Regions from separate parts of the Mus musculus genome. Here regions 1, 2, 4 and 5 are each linked to region 3. A link is a contact called in public promoter capture Hi-C data. All regions are on one chromosome and are shown on one strand. Each heading gives the region's core, a stretch centred on a gene start, on an enhancer-like site or on the middle of the called end of the contact. The rest is flanking DNA. Distances are from core to core; before and after follow the strand shown.

Evidence for each region. Promoter capture Hi-C pulls out the DNA fragments that hold promoters and counts their contacts.
Region 1: a contact with region 3 is called in a promoter capture Hi-C map of stem cell-derived epiblast-like cells, with 6 times the contacts expected there. The contact joins the promoter of Orc5 here to the promoter of Srpk2 in region 3. A contact is called at or near these places in 8 of 39 promoter capture datasets (the 3T3-L1 cell line, 3T3-L1-derived adipocytes, embryonic stem cells and 4 more) and 1 of 115 datasets of contacts at active chromatin or transcription factors (embryonic stem cells).
Region 2: a promoter capture Hi-C map of liver shows a contact between it and region 3, with 2.7 times the contacts expected there. The contact joins the promoter of Reln here to the promoter of Srpk2 in region 3.
Region 4: a contact with region 3 is called in a promoter capture Hi-C map of embryonic stem cells, with 5 times the contacts expected there. The contact joins the promoter of Dnajc2 here to the promoter of Srpk2 in region 3. A contact is called at or near these places in 10 of 39 promoter capture datasets (the 3T3-L1 cell line, the C10 cell line, cranial neural crest and 3 more) and 1 of 115 datasets of contacts at active chromatin or transcription factors (large pre-B cells).
Region 5: a contact with region 3 is called in a promoter capture Hi-C map of hippocampal neurons, with 3 times the contacts expected there. The contact joins the enhancer-like site here to the promoter of Srpk2 in region 3. A contact is called at or near these places in 5 of 39 promoter capture datasets (the 3T3-L1 cell line, hippocampal neurons, liver and 1 more) and 1 of 115 datasets of contacts at active chromatin or transcription factors (stem cell-derived neural progenitor cells).

Annotation. Positions count from the first base shown.
Region 1 is chr5:22,549,075-22,551,774 of GRCm38.p6, forward strand. Orc5 (origin recognition complex, subunit 5) reads right to left here and starts at 1,264. Exons shown (of 14, transcript NM_011959.3): 1 at 1,118-1,264. The coding sequence starts at 1,189. It overlaps 6030443J06Rik (RIKEN cDNA 6030443J06 gene), which reads left to right and starts at 1,339. Exons shown (of 3, transcript NR_102315.1): 1 at 1,339-1,398.
Region 2 is chr5:22,343,317-22,346,016 of GRCm38.p6, forward strand. It overlaps Reln (reelin), which reads right to left and starts at 1,389. Exons shown (of 65, transcript NM_011261.2): 1 at 864-1,389. The coding sequence starts at 1,092.
Region 3 is chr5:23,674,664-23,677,363 of GRCm38.p6, forward strand. Srpk2 (serine/arginine-rich protein specific kinase 2) reads right to left here and starts at 1,304. Exons shown (of 16, transcript NM_001359173.1): 1 at 1,195-1,304; 2 at 1,057-1,111. The coding sequence starts at 1,210.
Region 4 is chr5:21,783,909-21,786,608 of GRCm38.p6, forward strand. Dnajc2 (DnaJ heat shock protein family (Hsp40) member C2) reads right to left here and starts at 1,257. Exons shown (of 17, transcript NM_009584.4): 1 at 1,081-1,257. The coding sequence starts at 1,144. It also overlaps a transcript of Psmc2 not described here.
Region 5 is chr5:21,680,108-21,682,807 of GRCm38.p6, forward strand. All of the region lies in intron 2 of Napepld (N-acyl phosphatidylethanolamine phospholipase D), which reads right to left. Among named protein-coding and RNA genes, the nearest start is that of Gm51277, 7.5 kb to the left of the region's middle. Within about 2 kb of position 1,369, at least 46 of the 459 cell types and tissues checked have an H3K27ac peak or open chromatin away from gene starts, as enhancers often do. A contact at or near this core is called in hippocampal neurons, where this site is marked.

The sequences.
Region 1 (2,700 bases), core at 14-2,513, 1.1 Mb before region 3:
TTTTTTCTTCTGTAGCTATTTGCTATAGTGGTTCTTTGTATTTCCCACATGCAAACTTCCTTGAAGAAAAATATTGTTTTTGTTAGATGTAGTATTAAATAAGAGCAAAGGTGAAGCCTTTTCTGGGACCCACTGCTAAATCAGCCCTACCTATCTTATTTTGCTAATAAAGTATTCCTCAAAAAAAGAGGAGTACTTTTGGTTAGAATAATCTGGGTTTATCAAGTCCAATGAAGGAATGTACAGAGCATAAACAATTATACATTTCAATAATATAGGTAACTATAACTGAAAGCATTATAACTAGGAACTACAGATGCAGCTGACCTCTAGAATTGCTAACATGACGCCTTTTAGATGGAGGGAAGTACTTTTCCATGACTATTTCATCTGCCACCACAGACGCACTGGATCCGACACTCTGCTGGATGAAAGTACATTTCTAAAGGAAGACTAAATGGCTATTTGTATTTGCTCATCTCCCAGATAAGATCCAAGTGCAATCAATTCTAATTAATGAGCACAATGCAAGGCAACTGAGAGAAATGAATGTTACTTCAGCCTGTGTTCACTTCAGAGGCTAACCTCTCCCCTCTAAATCATCTCATCTGGTCGGCAGGGAGAGAAACCCAAGCGAGACTTCTCCTGGCTTTTATAATTCTAGAAAAGCTGAAGGATTTTAAAGGCTAAACCACAGCGTTACCCTAATTGGCCTTGAAGCCAATCACCTCTCTGTATTTGACCCAATCTATACCTCACTACAACGGGCGAACTGGCGTTTAGTAAACACTCTGCAAACAGACTTCCTACCCAAACCCTGTTCTGCAGCAACTTGCAGTAGCTATTTGGGGCTCACATAATCTCCAAAGTGTGGTCCAAGTAAAAGGAGCACTTCCTAGCCGACGTCCTGTAGAGCAGGCCAGCTCTTCCTCTGCAGTCTCCTTTAAAATAGACTGAGAAGTTTCTTTGGGTAAGTGTGGGGCAGTCATACCGCACCTCCATCTTAACATAAGGGGGATAGCCTACCGCCTCGCAATCCACACAGTACTCCCCCCAAACGGAACGGATCCAGGACGCATTCGCCTCTGGCATTTGGGAAGCAGTCTGACTACAATACCTCTCCAAACAGGGACTGCAAAGTGGACACTTGGGCCTCTCGACAGAGGACCATGCTCTCCAAGTGAGACATTTTGGCGGGCACCACCTGATACTGCAGAGCAGTTGGCCTCCGGTCAGCCCTGCGCCACTCAGGCGTGGTTCACGTAGAACAACCGCAAGCTTTCCGGCCGGAAGCCTGGGCTGGGGGCGGAGCCAGCGCGGTCGAGTGACGTCAGGGAGCCGCGCGACAACGTGGGCCGCTCTAGTCTCCAGGCGGCGGTGCTCAGTGGTCGGTTACTGGTAAGTGGTTATCGCTTCCCACTCTGGCCTGAGCTTTCCAGCCTGAAACCCTTACACAAGCTGAAGGGCGACCTGGGGGCACCTCACCGCCCACCTTCTGTGTCTTCAGTTCCCTCCAGAAAGCCGCACACATAAAAGTACCGACAGAAACGAGTATTCTTTAAAAAAAAATTGGTTTTCCTCTGGCAAGAAAGTGGACAATGGGAACTCTGTGGAACTAACTAAATAAAATCATTTGTTTGTCTTTGCAAGCTTGAAACTAGATGTGGAAGTATTCGAGTGTTAGTGAGGGTAATCAGTAAAATTAACGTTGTCCTTGCACATTTATAGGACACCTGGAAGAAGAAAAGCCTTGAAATGAAAGAATGTATAGGAATAAGAAAATTCGTGTCCAAAGAGAGGGCTTTGGGTCCTGAAAAAAAAATTTGGTCTGGAAACATTGACTCAACTTTTTCTGAATTTTGAGATGTTGGGAGAATCTTTGAACCGTTTATTTATAAACTTCCTTATATAGAACATAAGGACTATAGTAGAGTATTTTTAAGAATAAAAGATAATGTACGCAGTGTCTGCTACACATAGATTTCATAAACAGTGCAAAAAGACAAGGAAAACACGGCACCCATATTAGAAAGAGGCCCATTATGTATTATTGAACAATACAACTGCCTGTGGAGGAAATCTAATTACCACACACACACACACACACTTTGGTTCCAAAGTGGTTGTACAAGTTTGAATTACTACCTGCAATGAAGAAGTATTCCCCTTACTCCACAGCCTCTACCATAAGTAGTTAGTGACAATCCTTTCCCAATCTGTAGGCTGCTGTTTGGTCCTGTTGATAGAGCCCTTTGCCTTACAGAAGCTTTTCAGTTTCATGAGGTCCCATTTATCAATATTTGATCTTAGAGCCTGAGCCACTGGTGTTCTATTCAGGACATTTTCCCTATGCCAGCGTGTTCATGGCTCTTCCCCACTTTCTCTTCTATTAGACTCAATGTATCCGGTTTTATGTTGAGATCCTTGATCCACTTGGACTTGAGGTTTGTGCAAGATGATAAATATGGATCTATTTTCATTCTTCTACATACAGACTGCCAGTTAGACCAGCACCATTTATTGAAGGTGCTTGCTTTCTTTCTTTCTTTCTTTCTTTCTTTCTTTCTTTCTTTCTTTCTTTCTTTCTTTCTTTTTCACTGTATAATTTTGGCTTCTTTTTCAAAGATCAAGTGTTCATAGGTATGTGAGTTTGTTTCTGGGTCTTTGATTCATTTACTTTGATCTGTGAGTCTGTTTTTG
Region 2 (2,700 bases), core at 139-2,638, 1.3 Mb before region 3:
TTGCTCTTCTTGTAGCTAATTTTTATTTTTGAGTAATGTTTTAACCTCGATGAAGGACTGCATACTACATTAAATTACTCTTCTTGTTGCTAAAATTCAACTTTGCAGTAATGTTTCACCTCGATGAAGGATTGCATACTGATCCCTTAGGAGAGGGATCGCCTTTGTGGGGAGAAGCTTGTAGGTCCTGCCAGGGACTTAAAGCTGTGCAGATACAAGTGATTAGTAAGCATCGCCCAGACAATGCTAACAACAGCAAGCACCAAGCTAAAAGTATGAAGGGGATGACAGAAATCATCAATCACTGATATTTTAAACGACTCTTTAAAAGAATAAAGGGTTGGAAACAGCCGCTCTGTTTCTTGAGGACAGATCACTAGGGACTCCTGGCTGCAGAGCAGCGGGAACTTTTAACTGGCCGCCGGCATGGGCAGCCACCGACCAAAGTGCTCCAATCTGTCGGCAGCTGGCCGGCAAAACCCAGTGACAACCCCAGCGCCACCTGGGGACCCACCAAGGAGGACCCAGAACAGGACAAAAGTCTGGTATCTAAGTACTGGGGTTAGGAAAACACGATGCGCAGGTTCGGCAGCTGCAGGGAGTGAAGGGGTGGGGGACAGCAGTACCAAAAGCTTGTGTGGCCTGTCACATAAGCACCAGTTTATGTGTTAGGGGACAGTTGAAATCCCAACTCAGGACTCCATTCTCCACTAACTTTGTTCTCTCTCCCCAGGCAGCGCACCCCGCTGAGGTAGGAGGTTGTCCCGGTCTCCGGCCGGCTGGCCCCTGGGAAGAAGGAAAAGGATGGAAAGATGCGCTCGCGGGCCACCGTGGCGCCGTAGGGATGCCGTGGTGGTACCTACCATGGTATTCCTGTCCCGGTACGTAGTAGGTGGGGTTGCCCGCAATGTGCAGGGAAATGAGCACCTCGCCCTGCTCCCCATCCCCTTCCAGCTCCCCGTGGTGGGTGCACAGGAAAAAGAAAGGCGAGAAGCGCGGGTAGTAGCCGGTGGCCGCGCGCGCCCTCAGCGTCGCCAGCAGCAGCAGCACGGCCAGGACGAGAGCCCGCGGCGCCCAGCAGCCGCGCTCCATGCCGCCGCGCTCCGTGCCGCCGCGCGCCCCGCGCGCTCTCTCATCCACTTTCGGAGGCACCGGCACGGAGGAGCCGCGTGCGGGGAAGGCGAGCCGGCGGCGGGCTCGAGCCGAGCGGGTCCGGGCAACCGAGCCCGCGGGGGGAAGTTAGCGGGAGACCGAGGCTCCCGAAGTTACTTTGGGCCGCCGGAGCGAGAGCGCGGGGGGAACCGGGGCCGCGGGCGCCGAGAGCGCGTCGTCCGCCTCCGAGCGCCGCCGCCGCCGGTGTGCACGCGACGCCCCTCGGCCGGGCTTGGGAAAGTGCCCGCCCCCTCCGCACCTTCTTAAAGCCCCGGGCGCCGCCCCCTCCCCCGCCGCCGCCACACGTGTCCCAGCCGCGCCCCCGCCCCCGCGCCCGTCCCCGCCCCCTCGGGCTTGCCCGCACCTCGGGCTGTGCCCGGAGCACACGCGCGCCTCCCGCCCACGGCCCGCTCCGCCCGGAAGGGCAGGGCTGCTCGGCCGCTGCGCGAACGAGAGCGGCCAGAGACCGACGGGCTGCCCCGGGGAACCGGAGCCCCGGGCTCACGGCTGCCCGTTCTGCGAGGACGCGCGGGGAAGCCGAGGGCGGCGGGGACCGCGCTGTTCTTTGTCTACGCCGGCTGCAACCCTCGCCCCTCGGGGCCCGCCGCCCCCCAGTCCCCACGGCCAGCGCTTGTCCTGGGGACCCTCCCGTCAGTGGCCCCAACCGCGACGGTGCCCCGCGCGCGCGAGCCCTTTCCAGTCAGGCCTCGCGGCCCCGTCGCTGCCCCGGCCCGGGTCTTCAGTGGCAGCCAGGCTGAAAGGGAGATTGGGTGACGGTGCGATTGCCACCTGGAGTGGTGCGGGGCCAGATCGTCGGGCTTCTCGGCCGTGGGGATTGTGGTGAGGGGACCCGACAGGCGAGCTTCGCCGGACTCTGTATTTACGCGTTGCTAGGGGATTCCTCGGACGGAGATGGGGGTAGTAAATTTTAGGTCCGAGTTTATTACTTCTACATGTCATGCATGACCACTGTCACTGGGGTGGGGGAGGGGAAGGCATGCAGAGGAGTGGCTGGCAGCAGCAATGAAACCGGCGTTAATGAGCTATCTCACGCAGGACTGCGGGCAAGTGAAACCATCCAGAAGCACGTTTTTTAACCGAGCACCGCTGGCAGGAGCCCCGAGGCACCCAGAGACGGGAGAACAGAGCTGCCAGGTTTTAATGCATTTCTCCAGGCTCAGCACCAAGCCAAAATAAGCCTTGCTTGTAAAGAAACCAGGAAACTGTAATGTCAGAAATGGTAGTCTTTGCCTGAGTTTGGGAGAAGGGCGTCAGAAGGCAAGATCCAAAGGGAGACCTCTGTGGTAATTTCATTGCAAAAGATTTTTTTTTTTCTGCCACATTCACAGTTTCAGCAGATAGGAAGGACCTAACTGCCTGTTGGTCTCCATTACTTCCAATCCTCCCAAAGTTCAACAGCACACATATTCATACACGCGACTAATATTACACTAGAGCAAAGTGCCATGCAGGCTGCACAGGCTTGTAGATCATTAGCCTAATGTAATCCTAACACCACCACCGGAAGAAGCAAAACTTCCCCCATTT
Region 3 (2,700 bases), core at 54-2,553:
TGGGCCAATACAAATTATAACCACCACCTAAGAGAGCAGAGGGTTATCCCACCCCTTGCAAAATAAAGATAGACAAATATTTCGTAATTTTATTAAAGGCGAATTCTGTCTTTCTCTATAGTACCAAAGACACCACACAAATTTCTTGCGCAAAAGGAACAGCGAAGCAAACAATGTGAGCAAAGATGTTGATAGCTGGTCCAGCAAACCCAGAGAGAGAGGAAAGAGAAACACGCGGCGGCGCTCTGACGCCTAGGAAAACCCAGCTCTCGGGGAAAGGCTTCTCCGACAGCAGCTGCCCAACTGGGCTGCAGGTCCAGGCTGGAGGTGGCTGGCGCTGGCACATTTGAAATATCATAGTCGGTGGATCCAGTCCGGAGCACCACGCGGGACCCGCCCGCGCACACACCCACAGCCCACTGCAGCAAGCGACCTGGGCGCAGCCGCAGCACGCAAGTAACGCTCGACCCGAGCAGAAAGTTTCGAATGAAAAACCCGAGCGCCGAAACGCACCGGTCCCGGAGCTGAACTCACGCCAGGAACAACGCCCGGAGCCAAACCACTTGACAAGCAGCTCGGGTTTTCAGCTGGCTGGCCCAGGCGGGACCGGGAGGTGGCAGAGGCGGCAGCGCACTGGCTCCCGCAGCCCAGGTGTCAGCCGCGCCGCCGCCTCCCTCCCGTGCCCACTATCCGACCCGTGCGGTACAGGCACTGGGGTGCGGATCAGGGATGTGGATAAGGGGCTCAGGATACGGATCAGGGACGCCGATCCGGGGCGCGGGATGAGGATCGGGGACGCGGGGCACGGGGCACGGGGCGCGGGGTCGAGTGCAGAGCCCGGGCGGCTCGCAGGCTGACGGGCCAGGTCGCGGCTCCGGAACCCGCGGCCGCGCGCCCCTCCCCCCACCCCTCCCCCGCCGGGGCACGTAGAGCCGGCGCCGCGTCCCGGGAGACCCACCGCCCGCGGCCCGGGGACCGGGAAGCTCTGCCTGCGCGGCCGCAAGCAACATTCAGCGAGGCGGGGCGGGGTCGGGACCAAGCGCCGCGCGGACTCACTTTTTCGGATGTTTCTCTCTTTTCGGCCTCCGCTTTCGGGCCTGAATGGCCAGCACTGGGGAGAGAGAAGACACATTAACGGTCGGGTTGGCCGCCTGCGTGCCGCGAGGCGGGGCGGGGGCCGCTCGCGCCGCTCACCTTTCCTGGAGCTCATTCCGACTCGGGGCAGCCAGGCGGGGGGCTCCGCGGCGGAGGCGGCGGCGACGCGACAGTCAGCCGCACCGGGATGCAGCCTCCACTCGCTCGCCGGCCGAGGAGGCGGGAACCGCGCCTGCGCCGCCGCGGCCTCTCCCGCGGGGGCCAATGAGACCCGCCCCCGCGGCCCCGCCCCGCAGCCCCGCCCCCTCCGCGCCCCCCTCCGCAGCTCTGGAGCACGGGGGTCCGGACCCCGGCCGCGCCCTTATCACTCGCTCGGCGGCCCACCTGTGCTGAAGGGCGGTTGCGCGCTCACGGTTCCCCGCGCCCACGGCCCCCTCGCCCACGGCCTCCCGCGCCCACGGCCTCCACCTCCTTGCTTTTACGGCCGCCGCAGGCCACCCGTTCCCGGGCACTAGGCCCAGCCGCCGACCCTTCCTCCCAGCCACCGCTCCGCACCCCGGCTGGTCGTGCCGCACGCCTCTCCATGCGCTCTTCCTTGGCCAGCGCCTTGGCGGGTCTCTCGCCACCTCTCTCAGGCGGCCTCCTCTATCCCTTTGCATCTCTACATCCTTGCATCCCTATGAGCGCCGCTTCCTCCTCTCCGGCGGGCGTGGAAAGGGCACAAGACCAAGAGCTGAGGAACCTGGGTCCTTGAGTGTCTGTGTGACCTTGGAGAAGTGATTTTCCTCTCTTTTCCTACTCCATTAGGCTGCGTGAGTTTAACGAAGGAAAGATGCACACAGCTTAAATGGAAAGTTTGTCACAGAAAGCCTAATTTTCTAAATACCATGAGATAAGAGCCTAAAACAGCAATCATGCCAAAAAGTGATTTTTTTTTTCTTCCTCCTATAATGGGGAAACTAAACCCTAAATAGGTCAAACAGTTCTACCAGCCTGTATTTCTATTCAGGCCTGGCTGGTTTCTCTTTCTGCCTTCCCAGGCTACCTGGTTTCTCTTTCTACCTTCCAAGGCTATCTAAGATGCAAATCACGCTGACTGACACGTAGTTACCACTTCAGTGTTCTCTTGTCTCTTTGAACAATTACAGTATCTTAAAGATACTGGTCCTGAACACTCAGTCCTTCATTGGTTACAATTGTATCGTTGAGTTACAACTGTATCACTGAGTCTTACTCTAAAGATGTCCCAACAAACAGGAAAGGCCGCTCCAAGTTTGAAAAGATTTTACTTTCTCCATTTTTTTTTTCAAAAAATCTGAAACATACAAGAAAAATGCAGTAATCGGCACTATTAACCCACATTCACTAGGTTTTTTTTAAACGTTTCTCCACAGTTGCTCTGTGTGTGTGTGTGTGTGTGTGTGTGTGTGTGTGTATGCATATGGTGTATTTTGCTGAGTCATTCAGTAGTTTGCAGACTGTTACCCTCCACCCCAAAAGATTTCAATACATATCTACTAAAAGCAAAGATTTTTTTTTTCTACATAATCAGAACGTTATCACTCTAAGAAAATCCAATAAAATATGTTTGGCGACATTTTTTTT
Region 4 (2,700 bases), core at 7-2,506, 1.9 Mb before region 3:
ATCATTTCAGGATGGAAACAATACCTATCTCACCCAGTTCCTAGAATATTCGAATGCAGTTTTAAAGCTTTAAACTGTTGTAGAGAAAGTAACATGGAATAAATAACTGTAGATATGTATAACAGAAATTAAAAAATGGTAATCTGTGTCAGGAAAAAAGATCATAATTTTAATTTCTTAAGAAATCAAAGGGCAATTTTCTGGTGCACAATTTGTGGGCATCATTTTCTAAGACCCTTTCTTTTTCACGTTTTAACTGGCTTATGATATTAAGATTTCCTCCACCTAACACAGGAGAGGAGTCAAACGCGAAAATGAACCGGCTGAGTAGCGGGGGCGTGGCTTTCAAAACCGTGTCTTGGAAGCCTTTCCCTCACTACAGGATTACCGCGACACACAAACGCAACACGTGCCATGGGAAACATTTAAAAATTATATTCAACAAGTGCCCACGGTAAGCGGCTATGGGAATTAATGTAGATCATTAAAATGAGAGACCCGACACTTGAAATACTTTCTGGCGTGCAGGGCTATAAACCAAAACCCCTACAGCAGGAGGCTAAGTTGTGCTTTTAACCATCCTTGGTGTACGCCAAGCTGTCCAGGAGCATTCACAGGGGGCTTCCAACGGAATGAGGAAGTTCTGAGTTCCGACAAGCAAAATACACAGCCGGGAGCAAAGGTGGAGGCGAAGGGCTGAACAGCGTTTACAAGGCTTTGTATCTCTCCCGGCACGCGGGTGCGTGCAGCGGGGTCGCTCCGCCGTGGGCAGGGGGGGTGCCTTAGGGGGCCTTTCGGGGTACAGGAGGGCTCGGTCCTCAGCTGTTCAGCCCGCTCCGTGAGTCAGCAGCCTCACCAGGATGAAGGAACCACAGGTGCACAAGGAAGACGCCCCCACCCTCCTTTCCGAGAAACCGGGGACACTTCAAATTACAGCACTGAGCAGCAGGGGCTCGTCACAGTCCCCCGAGTCCCGGAGCAGATTGCCGGGGTCAAGGCTACCGAGCCAGGGGTTGCTAGGGACAGGGCTGGGGCAGGGGCGCCCGAGGCAGGGCGGAAACTGGGTTGGTGGGCACGTACCGGAGGTCAGAGCGTGGGTGATGGCGGTGCCCTGGCCCTCCGCGGCGCTCGGCAGGAGCAGCATGCTGGTTGGGGCTGGTCCCGCGGACGCCGCGGCTCACGGCCGGCAGGCAGGGCCCTCCGCGTCCGCACTACCTGTGGTCTGAGCCTCGCGCCTAGGCTTTACGCCCCGGAGCCGGCGCATGGAGACGACCAGTGAGCACTTCCGGGATGGGGCTCGCACGGCGCGGCCGCCAACCCCACCCCCACGGCCTCGCGCCAATGCGCGCGGCCGCCTACTTCCTCTGTGACTCTAAACCGACCGGAGACCAAGGAGCTCGAAGGAACAGTTCCTAGACGCATCAGTTCCTACGTGAAAAGGATTGTTTTGGTTTTTGTTTTGTTTTTTTGTTTGTTTTTTCACGTGAGAGCAAGACGGAGGAAATAATTTTGAAAAAGAACTTCACTCACTTTTGTCACCCAGGCCGGCCTCTAACTTGTGAATATCCTGTTTAAATCTCCCAAGTGCTGAGCTACCACCAATCTCTAGGTACCTCATAAAAGTGGAATCATATAACTATATATCATTGTATTGTTATATTAATAATGTTATATATTATAACATTGTCTCTATGTGAGCGGTGTATTCACTAGTATAATGGTCACAGAATTTATTTTTTTAAGGCCAAATAATACTATATTCCCATAACCACATTTTTGTTTACCCATCTTATGTATTTGGGTACTTGGGTTATTCTTCATTTGGCCTTTGCTAATGCAGCTATAAATAGGGCTGTACACGGATCTCTTTGAAATCCTATTTCCAACTTTTTGGCATTTGATATTTAGCAGTAGGATAACTAGTTTATATAGATTTTATTTTAGTTATTTTCAGTTTTTCGCAAGCACTGCAGTATTTTACACCAACAGTGTAAACAGCATCTATTTTTTTTTTCAACATCCGGTCAAACTTTCTTTTTAAACATAATAGTGATCCATGGGTCGGTCATGGTGGCGCACAGCCTTTGTCGCAGCAGATACCTCTAAGTTCTCAGACAGCCTGATCTGTTGCTAGATAGCCAGGACCACGCAGAGCCAGTCTTAAGAAGGAGAGAGAGAAAGAGAGAGGGGAAGGAGGAGGAGAAGGAGGAGGAGGAGGAGGAGGAGGAGGAGGAGGAGGAACCATCCTAAAGAGAATGACGTGCTTTTGATTTTAACATCCTTTCATGCGTCCGTTTATTGGCATTTGTGTATCTCCTCTAGAGAAATATGTCCAAATTCTTTACCTACTTTCCTTCCCTCTATCTTTTAATCTTCCCTCCTCCTTTCCTGTCATAACAACCAGATTCCTTTCTTGTTGTGGATCTTTGTATAACCTGGATACACACTCCCTAACAGAAATGCATTATCTTTATTCAATTTGTAGATCTAGCCACCAATTAACTGCGTCCAAACTGCCAGGCATTCTACAAGGCCTGCTCTGTAGCGCCTTTCCAGTCTTGCGAGGCAAACTATTTAGAGATGAAATAAACTACCCGCCTATGTGTATTATTTACTAGTGACTAAATCACGATTTTAGGTCATCAACTGAGCTAGGGCTAATCTTGGACGTTCCTATTCGGGTATCTAAAAAAGACTGGA
Region 5 (2,700 bases), core at 119-2,618, 2.0 Mb before region 3:
TCTCCCAGAGCCCCACTCTTTTTTACCCAGCCACGCTGGGGCAGCCTGTTTGCCAATTTGACAGCATCCTCCAAGTCATGAAACTCACAAGTCATCTGTTTCCCTCCCCCTAACATGCTGCCTGCCCAGGGTTATTTTTCATTTCCCCTCTGTAGGTGACTATGAATCATAATAACAATCAGACAATGTCACGGAGCCAACAACAACACAAAGCAACAACAGTCTCTGAACAATGTGTGGCCTGTGAGCTGACCGACACACTGCCCTAATGTTCCAGAAGAGACAAACAGACAGACAGACAGACACCCGGAATGGCCCAGGGAAGAAACTCTTTCTCGCCTGACAACTAAACTGTGTATCCTGTTTCTGACCCACTTTCTTTAGAATTATCAATTAGTGTGCACATTAATCATACGTTTCCTTTACAGCACTTTCAGATATGTAGGTAAACAAATGCAATATACTGTAACATGCTATAAATAACATAATATATAATTATCCTATGTAAATATTAATTTCTTTTCCGAGTAGTGACTTAAGGCCATGATCTACTCATAAAATGACCTCCAGAAATCTGATTAAATCTGAGCTGACCTCAGGTCTCGGGCCCTCACCTACTTGTCCTGCTATTGTTTCTGTCTGGGGATTTGGGATCTGTCACTGCCCTGGGGAAATGCTCTTCCTCTCAGCATGGTTTTTTTTAATGTGTTTAAACACAAAGTTACAGTTTTCCCAGAAGTAAGGGAAGCCAGCATGCATCTCATCTAACTCTAGGCTTTCACAGAAGACAAGGAAGAGGACAGACAAGATGCCATCGGTGAGGCACACACTGGAGTAGTGCAAAGGTGTTTTCTTTCAGATTATACCGAATTCATTCTTAAGTGGCATATTCAAAGATATGAGTCCCTTTGGTATCTTTTTAATACACTGAAGAATGCAGCCATACATAGCCCTCCCTCTCACATCTCTGCTGACTCACCACTCCTCTGGTGTTTTAATACACACACAGCTGGCTGACTTAGTCTATTCATGTTTTAGCACATAACAGAGTGTGCCCGGCACACAACACATGCTCAGTAAATACCAGCTAACTAACCGAGTGAACGGAGAGACTTGCGGCCCTAAGATCCACACCAGTGCAGCCAGGGGCAGTGCTCCTCTATGGCTTTTCTTGGGTTTCCAGGAGGGACAAATATTTCCTTAAGACCCACTGGCCTGGTAGGTCCTCAGAGTCAATCCAATTTCTAGAATCTCTCAAACCTGAAGAACTACAACTGTACGTTCATGCAGCCACTGACTCTTCCAAATGAAACAGCCAGCACTGAACCTCTCACTGACAACCTCTATTTTTAGAAGCTGTGGTTCAGAACAAGGAAGAGATTCACACCAACAAAAACCACACAACTCACCATCCTGACCTTACACCCTAAGCCCTCTCCTCCCAGGTTGAATGTTTCTTCTCAGATGGAGTTCATCAAGGGGGATGGCGAGGGGGGAGGCCAGGTGAGAGGGTACACACCTGTAAACCCAGCAGTCAGGGGCTGAGGCTGGCAGATCACAAGATCAAGGCTAGTGTGGGCTATCAGTAAGTTCCAGTAAGTACCAGTAAGTTCCAGTAAGCACCAGTACGCTCCAGTACGCTCCGGTAAATTACATAGGAAGCTGAGTCTCAAAAACAAAAACAAACATGACAGTTTCCTTGTCCCTTTGCCTCATCCTAAAAAGCTCTGAATATAAATGTTTATCTATTAATCTCTAGCCTAATTCAGAAGGATCTTAAAAAAATATCGAGGCCAGGCATGGTGGTACACTCCTCATGGCACTTGATAATTTTACAAGTTTGAAGCCAGCCTGGGCTACAGATCAAAACCCCGTCTCAATCAACAAAAGCAATTTATCGGGCCCCAGGTTTAATCTGCAGCACAGCAAATATATGCATATATGTGTTTGTATACATGCATATCTATATATAGAGAGAGATATAGATATACCATATAAAGATGACTATGAATATTTCTAGCATGGAAGTGATAGAAGATTTCTTTTTTTCCCATCTCTCCCCGCTTCTAGTCCCCTTTTCTTGAGCCTTTCTGTATAGCCCTGGCTGTCCTGGTACTTACTATGTAGATCAGGCTGGCCTTGAATTCATAGATCCACCTGCCTCTGCCTCCTAAATGCTGGGATTAATGGTGTGCACCACTATTCCTGGCACCATATAAGATTTCCAATCCTATATCCTTTAAAAAAAGACAAGCAACATTTATCAAACAGATCTAATGCCAGAATCCACCTCCGCTGGCACAGTCCCCTTACCTCTTCCCACTGTAGATCAAAGCCTTCAGGAGTGCCCCTAACTCCCCAAAGGGTAGGCAGGATCAGAGTTAAAGAAAGATGTCAGGAAGTACAGGGGGAAACTAAGGAAGATTTGAAGGAAAGAAGATGCCCCTGTAATGGGAACGGTCACCCTCTCATGCACCCCTGCCAAAGCCTACCTTATGCTAAAAGGGGACAAATGACACCATAGCAAAGCTACTGTCCTTAAAGGCTAACAGACAGTCAGCCTTCACAGCTCTGCAAAGGACATCAAAAGATTTTTTTTATAGCAGCATCGGCCAAGTACAAGTATTAAAGGCACACTCTAGGTCATGGCTTACTTTGCAAGATCCATCCAAACTTCTACTTTCTAAAATGCATCATGCA